3 separate regions of the Mus musculus genome follow, and regions 2 and 3 are each linked to region 1. Evidence: chromatin contacts called from public ChIA-PET and promoter capture Hi-C data. All regions are on one chromosome and are shown on one strand. The core of a region is the stretch at or near the end of the contact, and the rest is flanking DNA. Distances in the headings are between cores, read along the strand shown. Region 1 holds the start of Kcna3 (potassium voltage-gated channel, shaker-related subfamily, member 3). Region 2 has its middle 28 kb from the start of 2010016I18Rik. Region 3 overlaps Chia1 (chitinase, acidic 1).

The links. Promoter capture Hi-C pulls out the DNA fragments that hold promoters and counts their contacts. ChIA-PET counts read pairs in DNA pulled down with a chosen protein or histone mark.
Region 2: a contact with region 1 is called in an RNA polymerase II ChIA-PET map of memory CD8 T cells, with 160 read pairs. The contact joins the enhancer-like site here to the promoter of Kcna3 in region 1. A contact is called at or near these places in 1 of 39 promoter capture datasets (the C10 cell line), 5 of 115 datasets of contacts at active chromatin or transcription factors (the 230-238 cell line, large pre-B cells, memory CD8 T cells and 1 more) and 1 of 9 other capture datasets (embryonic stem cells).
Region 3: a promoter capture Hi-C map of hippocampal neurons shows a contact between it and region 1, with 3 times the contacts expected there. The contact joins the enhancer-like site here to the promoter of Kcna3 in region 1. A contact is called at or near these places in 5 of 39 promoter capture datasets (frontonasal cranial neural crest, hippocampal neurons, liver and 1 more) and 1 of 9 other capture datasets (embryonic stem cells).

The regions. Positions count from the first base shown.
Region 1 is chr3:107,033,948-107,038,141 of GRCm38.p6, reverse strand. Kcna3 (potassium voltage-gated channel, shaker-related subfamily, member 3) reads right to left here and starts at 1,980. Exons shown (of 1, transcript NM_008418.2): 1 at 13-1,980. The coding sequence starts at 1,719. The coding sequence ends at 133.
Region 2 is chr3:106,455,689-106,459,709 of GRCm38.p6, reverse strand. No RefSeq gene overlaps it. Among named protein-coding and RNA genes, the nearest start is that of 2010016I18Rik, 28 kb to the left of the region's middle. Within about 2 kb of position 2,014, at least 5 of the 459 cell types and tissues checked have an H3K27ac peak or open chromatin away from gene starts, as enhancers often do.
Region 3 is chr3:106,129,144-106,133,098 of GRCm38.p6, reverse strand. It overlaps Chia1 (chitinase, acidic 1), which reads right to left. Exons shown (of 11, transcript NM_023186.3): 9 at 2,361-2,480; 10 at 2,133-2,274; 11 at 981-1,326. The coding sequence ends at 1,082. Among named protein-coding and RNA genes, the nearest start is that of Chia1, 18 kb to the right of the region's middle. Within about 2 kb of position 1,273, at least 24 of the 459 cell types and tissues checked have an H3K27ac peak or open chromatin away from gene starts, as enhancers often do. A contact at or near this core is called in hippocampal neurons, where this site is marked.

The DNA.
Region 1 (4,194 bases), core at 731-3,230:
TGAAGTGTGCTTCCTCACTTCTTGTACTTTCCTTGATGAGTGGTCTGGAAATGTATAAATCAAGGGCATACACAGACCAAGGGGGCATGTTCCACACAATACTGGGCACAGAATTGGCAACCGTATCATATATTAGACATCAGTGAATATCTTCTTGATGTTGACACAGGAGTTGGGGTTATTGTTCGTGGTGCAAGTGGCTGTGGAGTTGCCCGTTTTGAAGGGGGTCTGCGGGAAGGCGCTGTGGTTCATACCCCCCTCTTCGATCACCATATACTCCGACTTACTCAGAGTGGAGTTACTCCGGGCTTTTCGGAGCTCCTCGGCTGAAGAGGAGAGGTGCTGGCAACTGCCCACGTGCATGTACTGGGCTTGCTCTTCCCCTTCTGTCTCCCGGTGGTAGAAGTAGTTGAAGTTGGAAACAATCACAGGAACTGGCAATGCAATGGTCAAGACACCTGCGATGGCACAAAGAGAGCCCACAATCTTGCCTCCTATGGTCACTGGGTGCATATCACCATAACCAACAGTTGTCATGGTTACTACTGCCCACCAGAAGGCATCCGGGATACTGTTAAAACCCGAAGAAGGGTCGTCTGCCTCAGCAAAGTAGACTGCACTGGAGAAAAGGATGACCCCAATGAAGAGGAAGAATATGAGCAGCCCCAGCTCCCGCATGGAAGCCTTCAGCGTCTGTCCTAGGATCTGCAGCCCCTTAGAATGGCGGGAGAGCTTGAAGATGCGGAAAACCCTTACTAGGCGGATGACTCTCAGGATGGCCAGCGACATGGCCTGCTGCCCATTACCTTGTCGTTCAGCCAGCTCAGTGCCCAGAGTGATAAAATAAGGAATGATGGCCACAATGTCTATCAAGTTCATGATATTTCTGGAGAAGGTGGCTTTACTGGGGCAAGCAAAGAACCGCACCAGAAGCTCAAAGGAGAACCAGATGATGCACAAGGTCTCCACCACGAAGAAGGGGTCCGAGAAGCTGGAGGCTCCAGAAGGGGCCCCCGACGTGCTGTTGTTGGCAGCCTCAAACACGTCCTGCGACGGGGAGGCGGGATAGTCTTTCTCATCGCGAAACTCGGGAAGCGTCTCCAAGCAGAAGATGACAATGGAGATGAGAATGACCAGCACTGACACAATGGCAATGCCCCGGGCCGGCCCGGAGCTCTCCGGATATTCGAAGAGCAGCCACACCTGGCGCTGGAAGTCACGGCGGGGCAGGGGTCGCTCCTCCTCCCGCAGGAAGCCCTCATCCTCACGGAACTTTTCCATGGCCTCCTCACCCAGCTGGTAAAAGCGGATCTCCTCGGAGAAGATGTCGATGGGCACGTTGACCGGCCGGCGAATGCGGCCCCCGGACTGGTAGTAGTAGAGGATGGCGTCGAAGCTGGGTCGGTTGCGGTCGAAGAAGTACTCATTGCGGAGTGGGTCAAAGTACCGCATGCGCCGCTTGGGGTCGCCCAGCAGTGTCTCGGGGAACTGGCAGAGGGTCTTGAGCTGCGTCTCGAAGCGCAGCCCAGAGATGTTGATGACCACACGCTCGCCGCAGCAATCTTGCTCGCCCGCGGCGGGCAGCGCGGGTGGCAGTGGCTCGTAGCGGTCGCAGCCGCCACCGCCGCCGCCACTGCCACAGCCTCCCTGAGGCGGGTCCCCGCCACCGCCTCCCGCCGCCTCTGGCTCCAGCAGGTGGTCCCCGGGCACCACGGTCATGTCTGGCGGCAGCTCGGCGTGGCCGGGGCTCTGCAGGATGCGCGCGCCGCCTCCTGCGGGGTCCGGTGCAGGGTGGGCGCGGTGATGGGTGGAGGGCTGCGGCGGTCGAGCGCGGGAGGCGGCGGTGCTTTCCTTCCCTGCTGGCGGCTGCCGGCCCGAGTCGCTCCTCCTGGAGCTCCCCGCCCCACCGCCGCCTCTGCCCTACGAGCCCGGCCCCGCCGCCTGTTGCTGCGGCTGCCGCGAGGCTCTGTCTGGGCTGGCGCGGCCCGCGGGGCTGCACGGTCCAGACGCCTCCTCCTCCCTCCTCCGCACCCCTCCCCGCGGGGCGCGCGCCCGCCTCTCTGCCACCGCCCCCGGGTTTCCCGCCCACCGCGCGCGCGCGCTCCGCTTCCCGCTTGCCACCCTTGTTCCTCGACCTTCTTTGTCACTGGATCGCCGCCAACTTGCACCCCACTCCCCAGACTCCGCGGAACCCCTACCCAGCCACGCTGGCCTTGGAGGAACCCGGCCGCCTGACCTCGTTCCTGGGCTCTGCTTGCTCGCTCCTGGTCAGCGCGCGTTCCCTTCCCGCGCGTGGTCGAGACCTAATCTCAGGGCTGTTATACCCACGCAAGGACCACACCTCATCCCTCGAAGGGAGGCCTCCTGGCCCTTGACACTTTGCCAAGAAGGGCAAGTTCCACTAGAGTAGGTAACAAAAAGTCCCAAGCAAAGGAGGCATCCAGGCATCCAGACCCTGAATGTCTTGGGAGGAGGGGCTGCAGGCTAGGTTGTCTGGGCTAGTGCAGGATAGGATAGTCTGGGGCCAGCATCCGGATTTAGAGGGGTAGAATAATGCTAAAACCTGGGTGTTGGTGCAGTAAACGATATTTTTGGACAGGAAGCAATGGGTTAATGGGTAACATGGGGTCTCAAGTCTTCCCAGCAGTCTAAAAAGAGGGTCCTTAAAGGCATCTGGAGACCTCATTTTTATAATGGTTAGCTCAGTGCGGGCAGAATCAGGGGCAAGTTTCTGGTTGGGATTAGTGAGGGCAGTGGAAAAAAATAAGAGGGAATGGTAAAGAAAATTCACCACACCTTACTGTGTGACGAACAGGCCCAATACCTAGCGTTTAATTAACACAATGATACCTGCCCTTGCAGTAGGGAACTCGAGAAAGTGTATTTTAGCTGTTAATGTGGGAAAGCCTTCATTTTGCAGATTGTGCCTCTCTTGCTTGATATGGGCCTACAGAAAATATTATCTCCCTTAAACTGTTTCTCTAAATTGTGCTGGTTGCTTTAAACATAATTTCTGTTCCCAGACATTTAGCTACCCCAAGTATAAGTACCAGAGTTACAAAATTCTGTTACCCCCTTGAATCATTGCAATCGTTTGCAAAAGAGGAACTATTGTCTAGACATTCACTCATTCCATGAAGTTAGCTGAAAATTCAGTTTGATGTAAGAGTGATCTGTCGTCATGTTTTTCTTACCCCCTCTCCCAACTACTAAACTATGATAAAGAGGGCTTGCCCAACTTCTGTTGTTAGCAACTTGGAAATCCTGGGATCTCAGCATTTGTTTGTTGTACTGAATTCTGCAACAAGTGATGCTTTGTATTTATTTCTGTCTGCTCTGGGGAGATATTTCTTCTTTTGAGTTCAGGACCCTATTGTGATTCCTGGGCTGGGGAGCGAGGGAGAGCTGAGCCAGCAGTCCAATCACCCTACAAGTTTCTAGAGCAGCATTTGGGGGTGTAACAAGCACCAGGTTTTCGTTTGTTTGTTTGTTTGTTTGTTTGTTTTTGTTTTATCATTCCTTCATGTTTCGCTTTACAACCATCTGAGTGCTGGGCACTGCAGAGAGTGGAGTCTATTGTCAGATGAAGAAACTGGGAAACCATTTAAATCCCTCTTAAATACACAGTTTCAGAGCAATCTGTTGTGCAATGGTCAGCTTCTTATTTTAACCAGTGATTAGGGGAACAGTTGATGAATATTTACATATTTATTTTTGTAAATCTAAGATTGGGAAAGACGGAGTGTCACAAGGAGAGCTCACTGAGAGGCAAAGACCCTATTTTTAAAGACTGTTTCTTGCACTTCTATGTCTGACTGGGGAGATGATTTATTCTTACTTTTGCAGGAATTAATACTGAAATTAATATTAATCAAAGGCAAAGGAGATGAGAGCAGAGGATGGTCCCGTGATGGATGGTCACACGTTTCTCCCTGCTGTAAAGTATCTCTCTTTCAGAATGCCTATTCTCACTGCTTTCATCCATTTGCTTTGTCTGGAAGACCTTGATGGCCTTATTAGGACAGCCCTTATCTTAGAATTGAGATCTAGAGAAGTTTAGCAGTTTAGCTCACATAGCTGGTTAGTGACAGGGCTGGTCCTAAAATCTTGGATCGGTCCCAAATCTAGTGTTTGCAGTATTATATTACACTGGGAAACACTCATGCTGATCACCGTGAGCACTTGATAAATACT
Region 2 (4,021 bases), core at 765-3,264, 580 kb after region 1:
ATTTCATTAAACAGAAAGGGCTAGCGGGAACATAAGAAAGCAGAAAAAGAACAAAAAAGTGAATTGACAATTTCAGTATTATTTTCCTTACAAGACAGAGTCAACGAGACATAATAGTACCAATATAACTGATTGTATTACCATTAGTGACTTCAACTGTCATTTTATGTAAGGCTTAAGGCAGAGAGACTTTATTGCTGTGCAAAAGGAAGCTAATAATTTAAAGGATTTGCACACCATGACTTTTCCCCCTGATCTCTTAGAAGTTTGGTAAAAAGCTCAGGTTCCTTTGGAATTTTATTATGAGTGATTCCATTTTGATTTTTAGACTGTTTTATTGGGGCCTAGTGTAATTAGTTGAATCTATGGAATACTGTAATTTTATTTATCTGTTTGTATGTTTGTGTGTTTTGAGAAAGGACATCACTATCTAACCTTGGCTAACCTAGAACTCACTGTGAAGAACAGGCTGACTTTTAACTCACAGAGATCCACCTGCCTCTGCTTGCTAAGTGCTGGGAGTAAATGTGTGTACCACCACCCTTTTCTGGAATACTGTAATTTTAAATAAACATGTTAACATCTTTCTTCTGAGTTTGTTGGTGTGATATAATGGCACTTTACTGGTTGTAGCTTTCAGAAAACTTTTTGTGTTCTGGGTGAAAAGGAACACAGTTAACTGGCTTGACTTATTTTGTCTCTTTGCTGTTTCTGCTGACTTGGGAACTGACATTGCATGTGGAAGTATAGCATCAAGCTTAAGACTAGGAAACACAAGGAAAAAGGGGAAAGAGATAGTTTGTGAAAGGTCATGAGTTAGTTTGAATGTTCATAGACTCTTGTGCTTATTTAGTACTCAGTGATGATGCTGTTTTTGGATGTTGTGCAAAGTTTTGGACATGAGGCCTTCAGATGTAAGGCCACAGAGACTCAGGGTTAGAGAGCTATAGGCCACTTCTGGCTCTTCTCTGCATCTCTGATGCCTGATAGGTTGAGATGTACACATCAAGCAGCAAGGTCCTGTCACCACTGATGGCACCTCAGACGTCACTCATCTCCATGAAACATGAGCAAACCAAATCCTTCATCCCTAAAGTTGCTTTTCATGAGGTGTCTCGTTGAATGATGAGAAACTGATAGGCCTTGGTCTAACTAGATACCCAAGACATATAAACCCATGCAGTTCTGCAGTATATAAAATTCTGTACTAATTGGCACCTAGGTTTTGGCCCTAAGAAGTAGCTGAAAGATATGTATACAGACATAGGCAGCACTCTTCACTTTAAATCCAAAACATACACATATTCTCTTCATTTATCATCTCAGAATTTTTTCGCCATCCATGACCTCTAACTTTTCACTGTTAACTGTTAGCTGCTACTAACCTAGTCTAAGGCACTATGTCTGTCACCTACAAAAACACAATATTCTCTTTTTTATCTATTTTGTGGTGTCTCACACCTGTAGTTCCAGCATTTGGGATGAAGAGATAGGATAATGAGAAGTTCAACTAATCCTTTTCCTTATATTGGGTTTCAGGATATCATGGGCTTCATGACACCCTTTCTCAATAAATGTCTCAAAGGAAAAAAATGTCCACAGCAGCACAGTACAGGCTGCTGAATCTCTCTGTTTCTTCTCTCTAGTGTTCTGCAGTACCATTCCAGACATCTCAGCCTCTTCATACTTGAATCCTTGTCTCCTTCTGTTCACTGGGATGTCTATGCTCTTTATGGCTACTTCAACCTTTTTTTTTTTTTTTTTTTGCACTGACCTTAGCAGTACGCTGAAGTAGCAGTAGGACTTATCTCATTCATTATTCTCTTCTTAGGGACCAGGTACCAAAAGCTAAACAATAATGGCAATACATGTCTATCTAGTTCCCTAGTTTTATGGTGTAAAACTTCTTTCCTCATGACTACAGGCAACTATAAGCACTTATCAGATATGTGTAACATTTAGCCTCTAATCTAGTTACCTAAGTCAGAGTACACTGGCATGAGGTTTTCAGTGAGAACACAATTCTTGCTTCAAAGGGAATAAAAGTGTTTACTTTGAGCAAATATGAGAGAACATGGGCCAGAAACAAGTAGATAAGTTGCTTTTTCTTATAAATCTGTAAGTGGTTACATGAGCTTTTGTTAGTCACAAAACAAATAAAAGTCAGACGTCAAAGACCAATGCATGTACCAAATACATTGACAGGCATATTAGGTAAACAAACATGTTACAGCAAAGTGAGGGAAATCTTTACCTTGCATAGAACATATCTGATGACATTCTTAGCTCTTGGCTTGGTGAGTATTAGTTCTTGCTAAGAGCATATTTCAAAAGTCTTTCTTGATAGGAAGCCTTAAATAAGATACAGAGCTCAATGATAAAAGGCGATTAAAAGAACTAAAAATAGCTCAAGACAATTTTGGGTCTGCAAAATTTTAGCTCTCCACAATGAATTCCAATCAATAAATCAGTTCGCAGAATCTTTAACATAGGTGAAGCTTTTTGGGGGACTCAAGTTCTTGTAATAGAAGAAGTGAAATTCAAGCAGGGAAGTTTTCAGAGCAAGGTGTAGACTGTAGGTATTTTACACTGAAGGCTTTTCTTCCCCTTAATCCACACCATCCCTCCCCCAGCTTGGATGCTGTGAGCATCCATCCTTCAGTTACTGTCGCTTCAGTCTCTGTCCTCTACCAAGATTTGGTGTTCGCAACCAGCAAGTCTCCCGCTAGTACCCCTCTAGACCCCATTCATGCTAACTGGGAAGGGTCTTAAACAACCAAGTTAATAGACCACTCAGAAGAGCTTAAAACCACCTGTTTCATTATGTACTCAAGTTGTAAATTTTCTAATTCTCTCTATTTAGACATCTGATTCTCATTGGCCTACATCTCTACCAACAGTCAACGAGAAAACTAGCTATGAGCACATACTGCAGTCAGCATCACTTAAGAAAATGTCATTCTTCCAGAAAGATTGTAAGAAAGGGTAACTATCTGTCTCTCTATATCTGGCTCTGACAAGAGGCTGGAATTCACCAATGTAGACATCACTTCTTAGGAGCAGTCTTCTAGGGCCTTTCTGTGAAGAGAAAGGCTATATATAGTTATCGACAACTTCTGTTGCCAGAGTTTTCAGAGCTGTCATAGGAGCAGGTGATGCCCTTGCCCAAAGCCATATCTTCACTCTCCAGCCCATTTCTGATGACCGAATGAGGTGGGGGTGCTATAAAGGCTCAGGATTTACTCTGAGATAAGATGGCTCTGAAGGCTATCAGTTGTTCTGTTGCCCTTCCTCAGGCTTTTATTGCTCAGGTAACCTTGTTACAATTGTATCTTATGCCATGATCTTATTTTATATATAATATAAAATATATAATATAATATATATATATATACAGGATTCATGTAGTTCAGGGTGACCCAAAATTAGTTATGTCTCAGAGGCTTAATCTGAATCCCTGATTCTCTTGTTTCTATCTCTTAAGTTCTGAAGTAAATGCTACCAAGCTTGGCTCTACACGTTAACCAGAAATTCCTCTTCAGGTTGGCTGGCACAAACTAGAGACTGTAACAGGCTGCCAGAGAGGCTACTGAAGCTTATAATTTCATTGGAATACCAGTTGTCTGCTAAGTGATATCTCTCCCCCATGGTCATGGCAGTAGACAACATAACAATGTCTGGAAAAAAAACATAAAACAAATGAAAAGAGAATGTGTCCCAGTCCCTGGAAAATATTCACCCGTTCTTAGAAAAGACAGGGATGTAGCCAGGTAGGAGGTCATCCTGGCAGGGACACAGAGAGCAAGATGTCAAGGTTAATCTCAGCTATACAGCAGTTCAAGCCTGGCCTGAGGTCTGATCCAACTCTACCATCCTCCCCACTAAAAAACAATACTCCTTTCCTTTACCAACATATTTTCCTCTACATTTCTCTCATGTGCTAACCTCTCACACTACAAAGGGTGGTGAAGTTGATTTGTGAGTTTTTCTCTTTCTATTACTGGTCAAGAATAAGCATATC
Region 3 (3,955 bases), core at 24-2,523, 900 kb after region 1:
ACCCATTTCCTTATCTACACAATTTTGTGTTCTCATGTTTTCAAACTCATTGAGACTAATTTGTGCTGCTTATATATTCTTGAGTTGTGTGACACTTTTAAAAAAACTGACTTCTAAACCCTATCAATTATCAATAGCATCTCAGCTAGGGGTGGAACTTCATGGCCTACTTTCCTCTCAATGGTGGTATTTGTCTGGTTTGACCTTTTGGAGTTCTTATGTATACTGTCACAACTGTTGTTAATTTGTGTGTCCCTACAACTGCTCTGTAGTATTTAGAAAACAGTTTCCTTGTATTTATCCTCTGCCTCTGGCTCCTACAATCTTTTGAAAACCCCTTCTGTGATGAGCCCTGAGCTGTAGGAGGAGAAGGGATATGACATAGATGTCTCATTTAGGGTTAAGCGCTCCAAGTTTCTTATTCTCTGTGCCTTGACTAGTTGCAGGTCTTTGTGTCAATTGCTATCTACTGCAGAAAGAAGTTTTTCTGCTAAGTTCTGGAAAGGCATTAAGTCACTAGGAGTCAGTTTGACACTGCTGATAAAGACTCTTGTAAGCCTCTTTGCTGGGCAGGTACTTCATGCTACACAGTCCATAGCGCATATCTAGCCACTGCTTCTAATTTCAGTATTACTAAAACAGTTCCAGATCCCCAGCAAGATTAACAGAAAGTTGTGGATTTTATTCCTCAGCAACCCCAGCAGCATTGCAAATACTACAGAGTCCTTGATAATGGTTCCTAGGCTACTGATTCATCACCAAACATCAAATATCTTCCACAGTAGAAAATGTATGGTGGTTGGCTCCACAATTTCTCTCTCTCTCTCTCTCTCTCTCTCTCTCTCTCTCTCTCTCTCTCTCTCTCTCTCTCTCTCTCTCTCTCTCTCTCTCTCTCCCTCTCCCTCCAACCCATACATAGCTGGTATTTCTAAGTAAAGAAAAGTTTTCAACAAAACTGTGAAAAATCAAGAACACCGATGTTTTGGCTACCAATTTTATTGCATAAGGTTAAAGGGAAGATAGTTACTTTTGGTGAGGAGTAAAGGAGAGTGCAGAAATTTCTGGAAGAATGGCATTAGGTTCATGGCCAGTTGCAGCAATTACAGCTGGTATCAAAAACAAGCCCTGCTTGACAATGCTGCTGGTATGTGATTCCATTGATGCACTGCCAAAAAGCATTTCTGTCATCTGCCACAGGGTAGAGGCCATCTGCTTTGTCGGCACAGAATCCACTGCCTCCAGAGCTTCCTCCGGAGCTTCCACCCCCACTCCCACTTCCTGGAGGAGTAGTCACTGGCTCGGAAGGCACGTCAGGAGCTGTGCAACCTGAAACATACAAGTAGAGTGAGTCGATGGGTGGGCTTGATGAAGCAGTGGCAGTAAAGTAAACTATGTGCATTATAGCCAGAATATGGATGCAATTAGCTGCAGTCTCACAACTGAAGAGGCTGTAAGACATAGCAGGAACTAAGAAAAGATGTAATGTGAATGCATGCCAGCATTATCTTGTTCTCTCTTTTGCTATCTAAGACATTCAAGAAAGACCTAATATGCAAAAACAGATATTTTTAAGATATGACTGTAAATACCTCTGAAAGAAAAACATGGGAACAGGTAGGAAGGTTGAAATATTCCCTGAGTGATGGAGTGGATATATAAGAATACAGGCAAAGCTTCCTGTTAATTCTCCCCAGGAGCCTAAGCAAGACATTGAATAAGGAACACACACCACACACACACACACACACACACACAGAGAGAGAGAGAGAGAGAGAGAGAGAGAGAGAGAGAGAGAGAGAGAGAAACTTGTATGTAAAAAAGTAAGCACAATTTCTTCAGACTCTTACAAACCTTGAAATCCTAGAAAATCTGATCTCACACACTCCAAAAATAAGCTTGGTTTTCCATAATTCCCTTAGAAATTAGGATTTAGGGAATGTCAATAACTTTTCTGTCACCTGGACAAGTGCAACAGACTGAAATGGGAAGAATATCCCAAGACAATAGGAGTGAGAATGCCAAGACTGCCTTTAAATTAATAAGCAGACATTATTAACACATACATACGTACATACATACATACATACATACACACACAGACACACACACAGGACACTAATGCAGTCATTTACCTTCAGTGGATATGCCAAGGGCTTTGTTCAAAGTAGAAGTCAGAGGAAATTTTCCCTGATCACAGAAAGAGCCAGTGAAGTCATCAAGGTCAATGGCCCAGATCATGGCACCTCCAAAATTGTTCTGCTTAAGCCACTGAGCCTGTTTAAGAGTAGAGGGTAGAAGGTTCCTTTGATTTCCTGAGCCTTGGGTCTGTTATGGCAGCAAATCCAAGGAGCTGGCCTTACCTTAACACTGAAGCTCTTGATATTGTCATAGCCAAGCCACTCGTTGGCCTTATAGGCATAGGGCACTTCTTGGGAGGCATCCCAGACCTCAGTGGCTCCACTTCTCAGAAAGGTGCAAATCTTTGAATGTCAAGAGAATCAAACCCTTTAAATATTAACCCCATTAAAGAGAAAACACATTATCTTCTTTCCATTCATATCCCCAGTTAGGGTTACCTAAATTTTACAATTCAGTTTTTTGTAGAAAGTAAAACTGAGTTATTTTCTCTTTGCATTGATGGAGATGAGACCCAGAACTTGCCATATTAAATAAGTACATGCTCTATCACCCTCACTTTATTACATCCCAAGTCTGAGATTCCACATTACACCAATCAGAATGAGTAAGATCAAAATCTCAGGTGACAGCAAATGCTGGTGAGGATGTGGAGAATGAGGAACACTCCTCCATTGCTGGTGGGATTGCAAGCTGGTACAACCACTCTTCAAATCAGTTTGGCGGTTCCTCAGAAAATTGGACATAGTACTACCTGAGATCCCAGCTATACCACTCCTGGGCATATACCCAGAAGATGCTCCAACATGTAATAAGAACACATATTCTACTATGTTCATAGCAGCCTTATTTATAATAGCCAGAAGCTGGAAAGAACCCAGATGTCCCTCCACAGAGGAATGGATACAGAAAATGTGGTACTTTTACACAATGGAGTACTATTTAGCTATTAAAAACAATGACTTCATGAAATTCTTAGGCAAAGGGATGGAACTAGAAAATATCGTCCTGAGTGAGGTAACCAAATCATAAAAGAACACATGTGGTATGCCTTCACTGACAAGTGGATAATAGCCCAGAGGCTCAGAATATCCAAGATACAATTCACAGACCACATGAAGCTCAATAAGAAAGAAGACCAAATTGTGGATACTTCCATCCTTCTTAGAAGGGGGAACAAAATACCCATGGGAGGAGATATAGAGACAATATATGGAGCAGAGACTGAAGGAATGGCCATTCAGAGACTGCCCCAACTGTGGATTCAACCCATATAAATTTACCAGAACCAGATACTATTTTGGATGCCAAGAAGTGATTGCTGACAGGAGCCTGATATAGTTGTCTCTTGAGAGTCTCTGCCAGTGCCTGACAAATACAGAAGTAGATGCTCTCAGGCAACCATTGGACTGAGCACAGGGTACCCAATAGAAGAGCTAGAGAAAGGACCCAAGGAGCTGAAGGGTTTGCAGCCCCATAGGAGGAACAACAATGTGAACCAACCAGTACCTCCAGAGCTCCCAAGAACTAAACCACCAACCAAAGAGTACACATGGAGGGATCCAGCCACATATGTAGCAGAGGGTGGCCTTGTTGGACATCAATGAAAGCAGAGGCCATTGGTCCTGTGAAGGTTCAATGCCCCAGTGTAGGGGAACGCCAGGACAGGGTAAGGGGAGTAGGTGGGTTGATGAGCAAGGGGAGGGGTGTAGGATAGGGCGGTTTCAGAAGGGAAATGAGGAAAGGGGATGATGTTTGAAATGTAAATAAAGAAAATATCTAATAAAAACTCAACAGAGGAGAAGTAAGGTAGAATGGA